Regions from separate parts of the Mus musculus genome. Here all the other regions are linked to region 2. Evidence: chromatin contacts called from public HiChIP or PLAC-seq and promoter capture Hi-C data. All regions are on one chromosome and are shown on one strand. The core of a region is the stretch at or near the end of the contact, and the rest is flanking DNA. Distances in the headings are between cores, read along the strand shown.

Evidence for each region. Promoter capture Hi-C pulls out the DNA fragments that hold promoters and counts their contacts. HiChIP or PLAC-seq counts read pairs in DNA pulled down with a chosen protein or histone mark.
Region 1: a contact with region 2 is called in an H3K4me3 HiChIP or PLAC-seq map of embryonic forebrain, with 8 times the contacts expected there. The contact joins the enhancer-like site here to the promoter of Cpne4 in region 2. A contact is called at or near these places in 1 of 484 Hi-C or Micro-C datasets (cortical neurons), 3 of 115 datasets of contacts at active chromatin or transcription factors (embryonic basal ganglia, embryonic forebrain and stem cell-derived neural progenitor cells) and 4 of 9 other capture datasets (adipose tissue, embryonic stem cells, liver and 1 more).
Region 3: a contact with region 2 is called in a promoter capture Hi-C map of hippocampal neurons, with 8 times the contacts expected there. The contact joins the promoter of Nudt16 here to the promoter of Cpne4 in region 2. A contact is called at or near these places in 4 of 39 promoter capture datasets (the C10 cell line, cranial neural crest, embryonic stem cells and 1 more), 11 of 115 datasets of contacts at active chromatin or transcription factors (astrocytes, embryonic forebrain, embryonic midbrain and 7 more) and 2 of 9 other capture datasets (adipose tissue and macrophages).

Annotation. Positions count from the first base shown.
Region 1 is chr9:105,251,225-105,254,398 of GRCm38.p6, reverse strand. All of the region lies in intron 12 of Nek11 (NIMA (never in mitosis gene a)-related expressed kinase 11), which reads left to right. Among named protein-coding and RNA genes, the nearest start is that of Nudt16l2, 110 kb to the right of the region's middle. Within about 2 kb of position 1,763, at least 20 of the 459 cell types and tissues checked have an H3K27ac peak or open chromatin away from gene starts, as enhancers often do. A contact at or near this core is called in cortical neurons and embryonic forebrain, where this site is marked.
Region 2 is chr9:104,568,286-104,571,209 of GRCm38.p6, reverse strand. It overlaps Cpne4 (copine IV), which reads right to left and starts at 1,555. Exons shown (of 16, transcript NM_028719.3): 1 at 1,109-1,555.
Region 3 is chr9:105,129,846-105,133,115 of GRCm38.p6, reverse strand. Nudt16 (nudix (nucleoside diphosphate linked moiety X)-type motif 16) reads left to right here and starts at 1,311. Exons shown (of 3, transcript NM_029385.2): 1 at 1,311-1,473; 2 at 1,554-1,823; 3 at 2,606-3,270. The coding sequence starts at 1,336. The coding sequence ends at 2,785.

The DNA of each region.
Region 1 (3,174 bases), core at 514-3,013, 680 kb before region 2:
TCCTGTGTATAGGGGGAATGGAGGGCCCTTAGGGATCTCAATCAAATATAGAGATGTCCCTTTGGATAAAATGGTAGAACCTGATGTCCTATATGTATATAAAAGGTACTGTACTATACTTAATTTAGCCCTCCATACTGAAAGGGTCATGAATATGCATTCTGGCTAAGAAAATCTCTTCTTTTCACAGTCTCATGTGTGATGCTGTAGGCTAAGCTAATCAGCGCAGTTAATTTTAGCCCTAGTTTAGAGGGTTTATTTTAGAAAAGGTCAGGGTGCTCACCTATAGCTCATTATAGCACCCAGAGAGGAAAGAATGGAAGAGAGATAAAACCAAGCAGCTGTTAGCAGCTCCCACCCCCAACACTGGAAATGCATCGTCTCTATTTGATGTTTAGTTCAGTGTGCAGTTGCTGATAGTTTGACAAGACACACACGATCATTGTTACGCCATGTGGCAGGTGGCTTCCAGTGGGACTTGGGTGGCCCATGGGGCACTTTTCCCTGAGGTGGAGGGTGGGACTGAACCCAAAGATCTCCATGTACGTACTCTGCAAAGGGAAGCCATCTCATAGGCATGTGGGTTCCATGAGGAAAGTTCTTCAGTGTGGCTCTGGTCCAGGGCTGCCATGGGATGGAGTCACATTTCCCTCCCTCTAAGTCTCATGTGGGGCCTGGGGTTTTCTATTCTTCTGCAGGGGTGGGAACTGGTGATGAAGGGGGATGCTGTGCTGGCTGGGTAGGAGCAGAGGGTGAGAGAGGTAAAGCAAACACATCCCAGGGATGAAACTGTGGGCCGTAGACCAGCAGGGCGAGCGGGAGAGAACAGACATTCTATAGCATGGCACTCGTGGAAAGAGCCTCAAACCCTGTCATGTGACCACTGAGCTCATGGAATGTAGCTGATGTGACTGAATTTGTCGTTTAATTTTAATAATTGTAATTTAAGTAGCCGCATTGGCTGGTGGCTACAATTCTGATAGAAAAATTCTAGAAGGAGTAGCACACTAAAGAAATGAATTTGGAACACAGGAGACAAGGGCAGAGAAAAACACAGAATTCAGGTTACAAAGTCAAGTTGTCTGCCAGGAACTAGAAAAATAAACCAGGACTAGGGATGAAGCTCAATGGTAGAGCATACCCCCTCCAGCATACATACACATGCACACTCATACGCACACGCTTGCGCACGCATACACACACACACACTCACACAAACACACACACACACACATACACCTGTCTCTGCCTGGACCAGGGGTCATCCAAACAAAGGCCCTTTTAACTGTGTCTGTAAAGGAAAGCTATCAAATTCTTTATTAGGGGGCCAGCCCCGGAAAGCAGACAGAAAGCCATACTGAGATTCCTGTGCTGAGTTCTGTTGGCAGTGAGGGCTCACTGAAGGAGTTGGTGTTTCAGCAAGATTTGCAGTCCACTGTGGAAGACCATGGAGGTGTGAGACAGGAGCTCTGCAGAGCTGGCTGTTAAAAACTATATGGACTGTGCATTTGTCCCTCAGCCTATGAGTGTGCTCATGTCACTGGAGGCCTCCACATCCTCCACTGGACTGTACATCAGTCTAAATTGTCCCTTAGCAAATGTGCAGCTGCAAGCACCAGCCCCACTAAATGTTACAGTGATTGAAAATTGCAATCCCTTCCCACGGGCCCAGAAAAGGGCTCTTTGTAATGAAATACAGAGGCAGCAGCCATTTGTTGTGTGGAATAACTGCCTCTCTGGGACTTCCACAATGGACCCACAGTGTCAGTAAAAGGCAGGTTCACCAAGAGAAGAAATGACAGCTGCCTTTATTGCAGGGGACCCTTTATTCTCCACGGCTTCTGAACTTGGTGAGTAATTCTAATGGCCGCCTTCAGGAACTGGGACACCCTGAGAATAGTCTCAGGCCCGGCTGGTGATTCACCAAACAGCCCAGATGAACCATCTCCTGGTTCACAGCAGGGGACAGATGGCTTACAAAAACTGAAAACAAACAATAAACCAACACTAGCTTGAAGTTTAGAAATTGATAAAATACCCTTTCTCAGTCAGCAAAGTTTTGGAGCCTTTTTCTTCAGGTTGTGTGGGCGAAGTTGTGTGCTATCCACGGGTGGGACGTCGAGTGCCCCATTGGCTATGGAGAGAATGAAGGATGAGGGTTTAGGAAACATATTAACTATGATGGAGTCTATCAGACAGGCTATCTCTCTCTCTGGGGAGTGTTTGTCTCTAGCTGTTCTGTCTATCAGTGCCTTTATGTACTGATAATGATTCAGCCCACATGTCAGCTAGATAACTGCCCCCGGCAGCCAGCAGAAGCACCTAGAAAATCCAAGTCTGCTAAGGAGTTGCACCACACTCTAGGGTAACTTTGGCTGAGGCCTTGAACTTGATGGGTCTGCAGGATGGGGCTATAAGGTTTAGTATGAAAATGTGCTCCCTGGCTCTCTGTCTGTCTCAGTGTTCTGTTGCTGTGAAGAGACACCATGACCGTGGCAACTCTCATAAAGGACAATATTGAACTGGGGCTGGTTCACAGTTCCAGAATTTGAGTCCATTAGTCATGGCAGAAAGCACAGAATAACGCAGGCAGGAACGGTGCTGGGGATGGAGCTGAGTCCTGCGTCCAGATCATCAGGCAGCAGGAGGAACAAGACTCTGGGCCTGGCTTGAGCATTTCAAACCTCAGCACTCCCTCTAGCAAGGCCACACCCACCCCAACAAAGCCAAGCCTCCCAATCTTTGTCAAGTAGCATCTCTCCCTTATAACCACACATTTAAGTATTTGAGCCTGTGTTGGCCATTACTATTCAAACTGCCATACTGTTGTCATCAGCACTTGGAATGGTCAACTCACAAGGACTTTTCTTTTTACTTTGTCTCACAATTTGGGAAAGTTCAGCCTGTGGCCAGTTGTTTCCGTTGTGGTTTGGGATCCACGGTGAGTCAGCACATCATATTGGGGACACTCGACAGGGCTATTTACCCTACGGTAAGAACTTGGAAGAGAAAGGAAGAGACCATGGAACCACTGTGTCCTTGGGGGAACAAGCCTTCAGTGACCTGAGATCTGTCAACAGAATCTGTAGACTAAAAATTCCTTTCTATTAAGTTATGGGTTGGGACCAAGCCTCCAACACATAGACCTCTGAGGGACATTTAATATCCAAACTA
Region 2 (2,924 bases), core at 306-2,805:
CCAGAGCTGAGCTTGGCAAAACTCTGCAAAGCAGCAGGAAGATGAAGCTCCTGGTCTGGTCTGCAGAGTTTCAAAGACCAAGTGTGAAGCTTTTCAGTTCCAGAGGCATGGACCTTCTAGGAGCGGGTGGGTCCACAGCATGGAGACAGATATCTCTTATCAACTTTCCCAGGACTCTATCCCTGTCTCCAGCCCATCCCCACCCTAGCAAGTCCTGCTTCCACCTCATTGACTCTCCATAGGTAATCTTCCCTAAATCCTGGAAGCCCCCCCCCCCAGTAGAATCTGGAATGCATAATGAGGTTAGCCCCCACCCCCACCCCAAGCCCACTTACACTAAGAGGAAGATGGAGTTCATCTTCCTAAGACTATTCCTTGGATTCTGTCCACTCCCACCCATTGCTGTTCAGCTCAACTCAGTGTGGACCACTTTCTGACTCCCTTGGATTGAGTTCTAGCAATCCTTCGTAGTACGTGATACCGAGTTTTAGCTCTCTAGTCAGACGCGACTCCCAGTACTTCCAGTTCCTCCTTTACCACCCTGCTATTTCATTTAACAAAAAGAAAAAAATGTTGGAGACCGAGCCAAATAAAGCCGCGAGCAAGACTATGGGTTACTTGTGAGCCTCGGTGTCATGGACGCAGTTAAATATTATTAGAACCTCTTGCAGAAGCCGAATTCAAACAGCAGAGGATCAAGCCATTGGCTAACACTACTGATGCCCCACACCTTTTTTGCTGTCAAATGGGAAGCAGCAACTCCAGCCCCGACTATGGTCCCATCCCCCTTCTCATTTCTAAAACAATAATAATCCTCCCTCAAGCCCGCAGGACTTCCAGAGCCTAACCTAGCCCTCCCTCTGTCGTCCCGCCTGGGGCCTCCCTACCACTCCACCTGGGCGAGTAGAGTTATGCGGGAAAAGCAGGTATTTTGGCTGAAAGTTTTTTTGCCTTTAAGGACTGCTGCTCCTGCCGCTGTTCAGAACAACAGCAATGACAAACAAGCCAGGCTGGGCGAAAACCCAGAGCTTCTCAAAAGTTGGTCTGGCTACGCAGCAGCCCTGACGAGTTTGCAAGAACACAGGACTCAGAGTTAGCATCTACTCACCTGGGTGTGCCAGCCTCAGAGACTAGAAAGAGAATTCAGCCCGGGACAGGTCTGTCACGCCCCCAGGATGCAAAATCCGCCTTTGGAGTGGAGGTCCTGGGTGATGTAGTTGTAAAGAGGTCTTAGGAGAGTCGGGCTTCCCTCCCCCCTCTTTGGTCCACTGGGGGTAGTTTAGCAACAGCCGAGGAGGATAAAGATGCTGGGAGGAGAGTTTGGTCGCTCTGGAAACCCCGACTCCATTCTTGGGGCTGGGGGCTGGGGGCTGGGGGAGAGGGTGAACGGCGTGGAAGGAGCTGCTGGGCTCAGGAACTCGCTGAGTAAAGAGGAAGGAACTGGGGAAGGAGGGAGGGAGCAGAGGAGTGAGGGAGGAAGGAAAGGAGGAAGGGAGGGAGGGAGGGGTGAGAGCCAGGAGATGGCAGCTTCTAGCTGAGATTTCCACCTTCTGACGAAACCCTTGCGCCCAGCAGCCCAGCAAGATACTAGTTCTTAAGCCTCCTCTCGAGCGCCCCCTGGGGGGTTCCGGGGACTCAGCGACGCCCCGCCCTGGTCGCGGCCCTGGCGCTCTCCATGGTCCTGCCGCGCCCTCAGCCCTGATTCCCTGCTCAGCTTTGCAATTCCCACCAGCTCCTGAGAGGCACGTGATTAATTTCTCCTTATTCTATGATAAAGCAGTGAAACCACAAGAGCTGAGAGGAGAGAATAAGGGCTATACTTTTTTTTGCATACATTCAAGAAAACTTCTTGATTCGCTCAACTCTCACTAAAAATGGGGGTGACATTGAATACTTATTTTGGTACCTACATGTCAATAAATGCATGATTAAATGAGTGAACAGCTATTTTTCTCTTCATATCAGAATATTTTCCTGAATACAAACACGTCACCATACCTGGGGAATGTATGTTTTAAAATAAAGTTTTTGGCTGGGGTTGAACCACAGTTGTTAGAGCACTGGCCTAACATGTAGAGGGTTCTGCATTCAAACCGTAACATTGTACAAAGCCAGGCATTTGTACATTTGTACATGGCATTGCATCCCTGAAACCCCAGACTTTGGGAGGTGGAGGCAGAAGGCTCAGAAAGGCAAAGTTACCCTCAACTACAAAGGGAGTTTGAAACCGCCCTAGGTTAGAGACCCTGTCTCAAAAAGCCCAAACCAAAAACTATAGGTCTTATTTAGGGAGTAACCATTGTCACATATTATAAAACACTTTGAACACACTACAAAGCATTTACACAAGAAATAGGGGGTTTGATGTTTTGCTTTGCAGTGCTGCTAAGTGACATCTCTCTCCCTTATGGGGTAGTTTGGAAGTGATGACTTTTCTGTCACAAATTTATTCGAAGTCACATTCAGGCAAAGAAACAATGAGGAGGCACGTCAGGCTGTTTCTAGTTGTCTCCGCAGAAGTAGATAAACTGGAGAACCAAATCCACCCTGGGTATGCCCATGATCAGAATCAAATTAGACTTTATAATCCATAAAGCAAATGAATAAAAGGATCTCTCTGCACCTGGGGGTCGCACAGAGTTAGAAATGATGGGTAAGCACACCAGGCAAGGGAGGAAGGTGTCTCCCTCTCTGCTTGCTGAAGTACTACCCAACAAGGTCTCTTGTAAGGTGAAGGCTTTGGTTATAAGCTTTAGACCACTACACAGTTCCCAGTTTCAAAGGCCAGAGAAGGAGAAATGACAGGGGAAAGCAAAGGGGGCTCAGAAATGATCCTGGAAATCAAAGGAGAAGATCTTTGAGAAGAAACAGTTTCCAGAAAATCAACATTTTTCTTATTCCAGTCGCCTCACATGCTGTTCTGA
Region 3 (3,270 bases), core at 62-2,561, 560 kb before region 2:
TTCTTCTTCTCTTCTTCCTCTTCCTCCTCCTCCTCCTCCTCCTTCTCCTTCTTGTTGCCAGGTGATAATGTTTGACCAGGATGATTTGCCTGTCCCTTGGATGTTATCTGAGTAATGGCATCTGTATCGCACCTAACTCACCATGATGTGACTGCCTCAGTCAATGGCATCTCTGCCCTGCGACTCAGGGGACTGAGGCAAGATGTCCACAGGCTTTTCCTGATGGTGCCCTTATTCTTAGGATGCTGGCCTCAATCTTTGACATAAGACACAGCATCGAACCTCCACCCTCGAATCCAAGAATGGCTGCATTTACCATATGTCTGGCTCTGAGGAGAATTTTACTCCCATACTACGCTGGTTCCACCTCCACTAACAGGTCCTTAACTGGGAACCTGAGAGGGTTGAGTGGCTTCTACTAAAGTCACAAGCCTGTATCTGGGTGAGTTCTGAGCTCTACAACAAACTTTCAAGTCCAGGCTGTGACCTGAAGTCAGATCTTCTTTGAGTGTCACCTCTTCCCTTCCTTAAATACATACAGGTTCTTGATATATGGACTCAACTTCAGGTGGGGCAGCCTAGCTGAGGTGAAGGATCCTGAATGCCAGGATCTCAGCATTAGGCATTGAGTGTCCCCCATCTCTTTCCTATTTTTCTTCACAATTTAAAGTTCTGAGGGTATTTTAATTTACTCCTAGTGTGGTGGTGGTGGGGTGTCCTGTCTGACTCCTCCCCACTCTTTTCTGTGCTTTATTTCCTCAGCCAGCCACCCCTCCCCAATCTTACTGTGTGACCTGTGACATTTCCATGTCATTTTCCATGTACCAGGCGCCACATCACTACCCAGAGCCCACAGCCAATGCAGTTGGTTGTTGTAACCACATCCATTGGCCACTCCCCTTCCCCAAATGTGTTAGCTCTGTCCCTGTGCCCTCTTATAATCAGTCAATCCCCACATTTCCACCACTCAAGACTTGTTACACCCACCTCTCCTTTCCCCCATCACGCTAGGCTAGGAATAAGTTCTGAAGCCAGACTACCTTCCTCCCATCCCTAGACTCTTTGTTATGAACGGACCAACCCAGAACCGTTTTCTAAAAAATACGTTGTCCTTTGCACTGGCAGAACTCCTGCGTAAATTCTAACTCAGGTTCCAAAACACCTCCGGCCTGAGCCTGACCTTACCAAGCCTTCAGCCCCACCCTAGCCTAAGGGCCAATCCAGGGTGTCTTCGGAGCTCCTGAGAGACCCATCCTGATTGGCTGATGCGGAGTCTCGCAAAGCTCCGCCCCGAGGCGCTGGCCTCTGCAAGAACCCGGAAGTGCGAGCCTCGAGATGGAGGGGCATCGGAAAGTGGAGCTCAGCGAGGCCCTGGCGCTCGGGCCGGACTGGCGCCACGCCTGCCATGCGCTGCTCTACGCGCCCGACCCCCGCAAGCTGTTCGGCCGCATCCCGATGCGCTTCGCCGTGCTGGTGAGGACGCGTCATGCACGGCCGCTCCCCCGCCCCAGGGCTCGCGAGCCCGGGCCAACCATCATACCCTCCTCCCCCAGATGCAGATGCGCTTTGACGGGCGCCTGGGCTTCCCTGGCGGCTTCGTGGACGCGCAGGACAGCTGCCTGGAGGACGGGCTGAACCGGGAACTGCGCGAGGAGCTGGGCGAAGCGATGTCTGCCTTCCGCGTTGAACGCTCTGACTACCGCAGCTCACACATCGCGGCCAGACCGCGCGTGGTGGCCCACTTCTATGCCAAGCGCCTGACTCTGGAACAGCTGCAGGCTGTGGAAGCCAGGGCACCTCAAGCCAAGGACCATGGGCTGGAGGTGGGACCAGCCTGGGATCCACTCCAGCTCCAGTCTGTCCTCCCCCAATCCCCTTACCGAGAAAAGCCACTGGGTGGAGGAGATTTTGACCCTCCGACTTTGAATTCTTTCAAGTGGCATGAACTAGTTGGGATCTTGGTCATCTCCAGGCTAGATAATACCACCTACTCGGCCACCTTTAGCGGCCCCTGCAGAGAGCTTTTTAGAACACACATCCAAAGGTCTCTCCAGCTCTATGCTAGTGCACATGATACCCTAAGCTCTTGACTTTGGGTTCATATTTCCCTTAAGCAGACAGTGAGTCTAATGCTAGGGACGCCTGTGTGTAGAGGTGACCCTGAACCTGGGAGTGAGAGCGCTATTAAAACTGATTAGTGCGCACACTTTGACAGTGTTTAGACTGAACAGTCCATTGGAATCACTTGAGTTGGGTAAGGATGTCAGAGGAATACTTGGGTATTTGCATTTTTCTTGAGCACCCAAGTGCTACCTATACAGTGGTGTGAGTTCTGAGTTTTGAAATACTGCTACAGCCAGGCATGCCTCCTGGAGGCCGTCGCCAGTAAGGGTGAGGAAAAGGATGGAGAAGGATTGGCACGGATGGAGCTTGGAACCCAGCGTGGCTCACTTGTCCACAGAGTTTGGCTCTCTAAGCTCTCCTGAGGTGTGATTATTAGGCCCGGTTCTGCTTGGCTCTTCTCTGGAGAGTTCTGTTCCAAGGTAGATAAGGTAATGTGTTGAGGTTCTTGAGGTCCCACTTGTCCGATGTCTCCTTTTCATAGGTGCTGGGCCTGGTGCGGGTACCCCTGTACGTCCTCCGTGATGGTGAGGGAGGCCTGCCTGCCTTTCTGGAGAATTCCTTCATTGGAGCTGCCCGAGAGCAGCTACTAGAAGCCCTTCAGGACTTGAAACTTCTGGATCCTGGCATTATTGCAAAACTAAAGATCCCAGATTCTAAGTAGAATCGGACCAGCATGGACCCCTGGAACCCAGAGGGCCTTGGTATGAGGGAGGGAAGGACAAGTGGTCTCTCTTTGGGGTATAAAGGATTGTAGGTGGTGCCAGATTAGCAACAGGGAAGGATATGCACTGTTTTCAACGGAACACCTTGTCTGGTGGCATTAGGGATAAAAGGCCTTTGTAGTATCCCAGAGTCCTGCCTTATACATGGACAAACAGCCTGGAAGCTCCAGGTATGTATATGTGTAGTTCGTGGTCACACACAGCCTGACACACTGTCATCTGCCCAGTTTAACCATGATGTGGCATTTGGCACATCCCACTCCTTCCGGGTAAATGGGAGGGTTTCTTCCCCATCCGCTGTAAGGCTGCTGTCCTGTGTCCAGCCCAACCCATGCCTGTTAGGGAAGCAAAGGAGATGGCTTCTTTCTGAGAATTGTCCTGTGTTACCTGGGGCTTGAGCAGAGCAGTGGGTTTCAGAAAGTGA